Regions from separate parts of the Anas platyrhynchos genome. Here region 1 is linked to region 2. A link is a contact called in public Hi-C data. All regions are on one chromosome and are shown on one strand. Each heading gives the region's core, a stretch centred on a gene start, on an enhancer-like site or on the middle of the called end of the contact. The rest is flanking DNA. Distances are from core to core; before and after follow the strand shown.

Region 1 (2,940 bases), core at 165-2,664, 43 kb after region 2:
TTCTTCCCCTTCCTCTGCCTCATGCTTAATTTATTACATTTTTTACCTGGGCCAAAAACCTAACTATGAAACCACCTTTATTTTGCATTTAGCACACCCTTAACATCGCTAAATAGAAAAGGATTTCTATTCCTTCAGAAGCCTACAAGGAATCGTTATTCAGTAAAGAAGCATACTGAGCTTGCAATTTAAACCAACAAATGCTTTTAACATACAATTGACGTATGGCAAAAGCGAGTTACACCAACAATCTTGTCTGATAAGCCATTATTACATATTATTGCATTAATAATTAGGCTCCTGGGGATGGACAGGAAGTATATATAAATGGAAAATGAGCCCTTGGAGACTTCACCAACCAATGGAAGCCTTAGACCCTGCATCCTCAAAGCAGAAGTTCAAATACCGTCATGGCAACCACATGCAGATTATCCCATGTCAAATAAATCATACCTTATGCCAAATAAAAGCACAGGGCAGTGCAAGAGAGGGACATAGTAACGAAAGTCCTGATTTGACCAACACAGAGGAGGTTGATGAATTTACTTCTTATACTTCAGTCAGTTTTCTGAGAACTTACAGAGCCTGTGTCCTTAAAGTATTCATCCATTTGATTTCGCAAAAAAACTTCATCCCACTGAAATTGATGCTCTAACCGTACCTTCAATAGGCCATGAGATGGAAGAGGACCCACCTGACTTTAAAGGAAACCACAAATGTGGGTTGTATCCTTTGTCAAGTAAATCCCTACTTCTTTGAACATCACTGCAACCTCCTCACCTGTAGTCTACAGATTTTTCGTATTTCATTTGTCAGATAAACACAGAAGAGTTTACAACTACAGCTCTGAAGAATCAAGAGCACTGAACACTGGACAAACAACACTTGCCCAGCTGAGGCATTTCCAGCTGTGCCAGACCTAGGCCTCAGTCAGTCCTGTTTTCTCCTACAGCAACAACAGTGTACCTGCCCTGTGCCTCTGGACACTGAAGTTGTTACTAAAAGCAGTATGTGGGAAAAACGCATACCTTTAACTTGGGTGGGCCTAATTTTAGCCTCCGTATACCACGTCCATTCTTCCCATATGGTGTTTCTAACTACCTTATTACTCGTATTCCCAAATGCCCCAGGGATTGTGCCAGGCGCAGCCATTACACAGCATGAGGCAACAACCCTGGCAGCACGTGGAGGTAGCACCTCGCCACGATCCCTCAGTTAGAAAAAAAATCAGCCACCTTTCAGCTTTTTTTGTTTAAGAAAAAGAATCTCAGAACACCTTAAGACTGATTTTAAGAGCTGAAGAAGAAAGGACTGAAATAGCTTTAAGTTCATCTCCTCAGCAGTAATAAATAAGGCCTTAGAGTTGGAGGCAAAGTTAACCACAACCCTGGGACTCGATCCAAGTCTCCCATGACAATAGGAAAACATTAGAACAGTAACATTCAAAATATTATTCAACTTTTAAAGGCTTAGCACAGTTCAAAGTCTCCTTTGTGGAACAGCACTTTTGAAAATGTCGGTCGCCTTCCAGGGAGCATTTCCTCCTCATCACGCACAGCGTCGTTTCTGCAAGGAGGAACGCCGCCGCTCGGCTGAGCCAGGCAGGGGGAAAGTCTTTAAATGACTGCAGAATTCTTAAAAGATGGTAAAAGGTCTAATCCTATGTAATGATTTACAAAGCGACAAGTGAAACAGATCTACTGTGACAGGCTGAAAGCAGACCAACGTAAATAAAATTGCTGCTCGCATGCTCACAGCCTCGCAGCCAACAGCACAGGCAAGAGCAGGACCCACGGACACACACAAGGATTTTTTTTTTTTTATTTTTTTTTTTTTTACCCACCCATGCACCCATCACAGTCTACACAGAGGGAAAACAGACAAAGTAACTTCAGAGTCAGGCACTCTTCCCAAGGCACCAGTTTACTGATTACTACTGCAGTTCTCATACAAACCCTCTTTGCATGGCAATCCCAGATTAAAAAGGCACAACTAATTTCTTCCTTACTCCACAAAAAACAGCAAAAAATAAAAATAAACCTACACCTAAGAGCTCTGTACGTCAGTTTTATTCATTAAGCTTGCAACTGCAGCACGGCAGCTGCAACACACAGAGGCAGAGCACAGCGCCAAGTATGTGCAGCCCAAGCACGCCGAGTATTTCTCTGGCCAGCAATCGCGATGTGGGTCAGCAAGGCCTGGCGCTACTTATTTACGTCTTTTTCATATATAGAAGACACAGGCCCACATTTAACCATTTGTTTGCTGGAAGGCACCTGAGGCAGCCCCTTTGCCTGTCTGCACCCTGCAGTTACGGGGGTGCCAGGGCTGGCTTTTCCCCACTGGAGCAAACCCACTTGGCTTCCAGCTGTACAGCAAAATGCACCCAAGTGGGGGACCAGCTGCTTGTCCCCTCTGCCATAGCATCAGGCCCCTGAAACTAGCACTCTGTTCCTCCTGGATGGCTCTTCCAATCCCTCCCTCCTCACAGCTGGTGTGGGGTACCTCCTACCCCAGCGTGGCAATACTGGACGGGTGTGAGGAGTGCCCCCACCGCACCACTGCCATGCCAGAGACTACAAGCAGGTCACTGACGGCCAAGGTCATCTTGTTTGTGGAAAAAATAAAAACATTAAGACTCTAATACGGTAAAAACACAGCAACAGCAATGAGGAAACAGAAGCCTAATGCTTCCTCTAACACTCACTTAAAAACACCATTAAAGTCAGCTGACTCCGTCATATGACCTGGCAAAACTACCATTCATTACAACAGTTTGGGGGTAAACCCAGCCTGATTGCACACTTGCTCCTGCATTTTGTACTCTGCCCTCTTAAACCTCATCTCCGAGTAGAAAGCAGTCAATTAATTGAGCTGGGGTTTCAAAACTGATGCTGGGCAGAGCCAGCCGCCCCTGCTGCCTGCCAGGTTGTTCGGGCA
Region 2 (2,832 bases), core at 211-2,710:
ATCAACTGCAATCTAATCTAGTTGTGAGGTCTTCATACAAGAAAGGTATGAAGGGGGGGGTTGATTCATTTAGTTTTATTTTCTACCTCCTTCAGCCTGTTTGATTATATGTAAAGTACTGCTGAACTAATTTAAGCAGTCCCTCACCACACCTTCAGGGAGCAAATTATCTACACTTCTGTTAAGCACCAATGTGCTACAGCCATTGGTGTTATAAATGTTGGTTTATTATCATGGCAGCAAGTCACTCTAGGAACCGCAATAAAATCTATTAACATTTTATTCAAGTTCATGGTCGTATTAGGTCAAGTACTTGTGAATAAACTGTAGAGGATGAAGAACTAGCTTTGAGACTGTTGTTACCAATTGGTTACATTTTAGTAGATTTATTATTCGGCACAAATTGTAGAGCTCTGACTTAATTCCATCAGGGACAAAAATATCTGTAAGATAACCAAGTCTGAGAAGAGAAAGAAGGAAAAAAAAATAAATGTGTCTACGTATCCTCAGAGTGATCAACACCATGCTAGATGAGACCAGCACAACTGATAACAACTATCCTATGCCGCGTGCATGCCTTGAGCTGCTCCATCAGAAACCATAGAAAATACAGACCAACGTTACTTATATAAGCATTTGCAGTCCTCAAACACCACAACCCAACAGGAGGCAGGCATTTGTTCCAGATAAAATTCTCGTGAATAACGTTTTTCCTCAACAATGTGGTACAAACTGTGTCAGTGTTTCTTGGATACTGAATTTTAAAGACTGTCAGCTCCTCGCAGCATAACCAACCCCTTGTTTTTCTCAATGCTCGCCAGTTGGACGAAAGTATTATTTAATTTAATTATGAAATATAGCTCAGAACAGAAGTATTCCAAGCTCTGCAGCAAGATTCCATTTGTAACTCCAAGTAGTGTAAAAACAAGAGTTAATTGCCTGTACAAATATTTCAGGGTAGTGTTTACGTAATCTACAGTACATTAAGTACCAGAGTTGTGCTCTACTGATAGGTGAAAGAACAACTTTGAAAGGCAACTGCGTTGCCAATTAGCTTTCAACAAATATGTACACAAGCTGTGCTTGCAGGCTCGCGCTCAGCTTCCTCATTCTCTGCAGATTGCCCGGTTTTATAATGGTGAACTCCTTTATACTCAAACACCCAGCTAACTTCGCAGTGCTCGAACAAGGGAAGGCAGCGGGTTTTATTCAGCCGGAGCTGCAACGCACCCAAATGTCACAGCTTAGGACGGCGATCTTTGACCAAAGCCACGTTCCAGTTTTAAGTGTGTGACACAAACCCCTTAGGCCTGAGCAGGGAAAATAAAACCATGGCTGCAGTTAGTCCCAGGAGGATGGAGCTTGCCTGCAAGACCCAGCAAGGCACACAAATGTCACACTGGTCCCAGCTCCTGCATGCACCTCTGGAGAGGCTGAGCCCTGAGCACGAACACCCACGCGCATGCTCGCAGCAACCGCGCCACCGTTTTGCCTAACAGAGCCGTACACAAATAAAGAACCCAGCCCAGGTTCACAAAGCCACGTGAAGAGATTAACGCTCGTAGTCTTTGGGAATAACTGCATCGTGCTCCTCCCACAAAATGGACTTGTTTCCAGTCCAGGAAAGCAAACTGCCTGGGGCTGAGGCCTGCACCTCTGCTGCTTTGGGCAGGCCGGCCCTGCTGCTCGGCGCAGCCTGGGCAGCACTGGACAGCAGCGTGCGGAGCTCCTCACGGGGTGCTCAGTGGGGGGCTGCCAGCAGCCTTATGAGTGACTGGGTCTAAAGGAAACGTTCTGTAATTAGCTTAACAGTAAGTGCTAAAACAGCTTTCTGCAGTGCTTCCAAGTTCCAGTGCTTTTCACAAGATACTTCTTACGCAGGCTGAGTTACTGCTCTGCTTGCTACGATGGAAACAAGCCTGAAGATGAAAAGAGTGAAAGTTTATAGAAACAGGAAAGTTCAAACAATTCTGGAATTCTGCTTCATGAATTCCTTTAACTCACATAATGTTATATAAATTGCAATTTTGATAATAAGACAGCTGAAAATAAGTCTAGTCTTGTAAGTTGTGTGGGTGTATGGTTATGCTTATGTAAGTTTCAATATCCACATTACTTTATGAGCATATGTCTAAGTCTGCTGCTGTGGATATCTCTGTTCTCCATGTGCATGTTTTGTTTCAGTACTCAGGAAAATCATCACTCTGCCATACTGCATAAAGCTTGTGAGACCTTTCTGCTAGGTAGAAGTTATCAGTCTTTCAGCTAGTACCCTCGTGGTATTCAGCTGAAGAAAGAGAGAGAAGGAGACTTGAAAGTACAGCTGAAGTCTGTGTGGCCCTGCTACCACTGATTACAAAAAGTAACTTCTCCAGTATTTTCTGTAAAATGGTTCACATCTGGTCTGTGTTATAACAGAAAGGGTTGCCTGACGATCTGTCACAGCCACCCAGAGATACCAAAGAATAAACAACTGATCCTTTGATGTGCTTGTGTGATGGACAGCTGAAAATCTGCGGATCTTTTTTTTTTTTTATTTTTTGCTAATGCAGTGCACAGCACAAATAAGTCCCCCCTTCTTTTTTATTATTCTTTTGTAAATCTGTTCAGCTCATATACAGTATGTTACCAAGTTGGGATGTCCATATCTTAAAGTGGCTTATCTATGCAGCAATGTTAGCCTTCACCCAAGCAGGTATTTGAACTTCTGTTGAGGAGTAAAGGACATGACATGTATTTTATTAAAACATAAATTTTTTACATTTTAAAAGCAAGCTTAAATTCACATTCACCTGCAGAAGTACTGACAAACAACTCAGACCAGCTCGTGTA

The links. A called contact is a pair of places that touch in the nucleus more often than the background predicts.
Region 1: a contact with region 2 is called in a Hi-C map of subcutaneous adipose tissue, with 1.8 times the contacts expected there. The contact joins two enhancer-like sites. A contact is called at or near these places in 3 of 8 Hi-C or Micro-C datasets (liver, skeletal muscle and subcutaneous adipose tissue).

The regions. Positions count from the first base shown.
Region 1 is chr6:16,170,542-16,173,481 of IASCAAS_PekinDuck_T2T, forward strand. The region is part of intron 1 of ZMIZ1 (zinc finger MIZ-type containing 1); the gene reads right to left. Among named protein-coding and RNA genes, the nearest start is that of ZMIZ1, 22 kb to the right of the region's middle. Within about 2 kb of position 1,415, at least 2 of the 8 cell types and tissues checked have an H3K27ac peak or open chromatin away from gene starts, as enhancers often do. A contact at or near this core is called in subcutaneous adipose tissue, where this site is marked.
Region 2 is chr6:16,127,426-16,130,257 of IASCAAS_PekinDuck_T2T, forward strand. The region is part of intron 2 of ZMIZ1 (zinc finger MIZ-type containing 1); the gene reads right to left. Among named protein-coding and RNA genes, the nearest start is that of ZMIZ1, 65 kb to the right of the region's middle. Within about 2 kb of position 1,461, at least 5 of the 8 cell types and tissues checked have an H3K27ac peak or open chromatin away from gene starts, as enhancers often do. A contact at or near this core is called in subcutaneous adipose tissue, where this site is marked.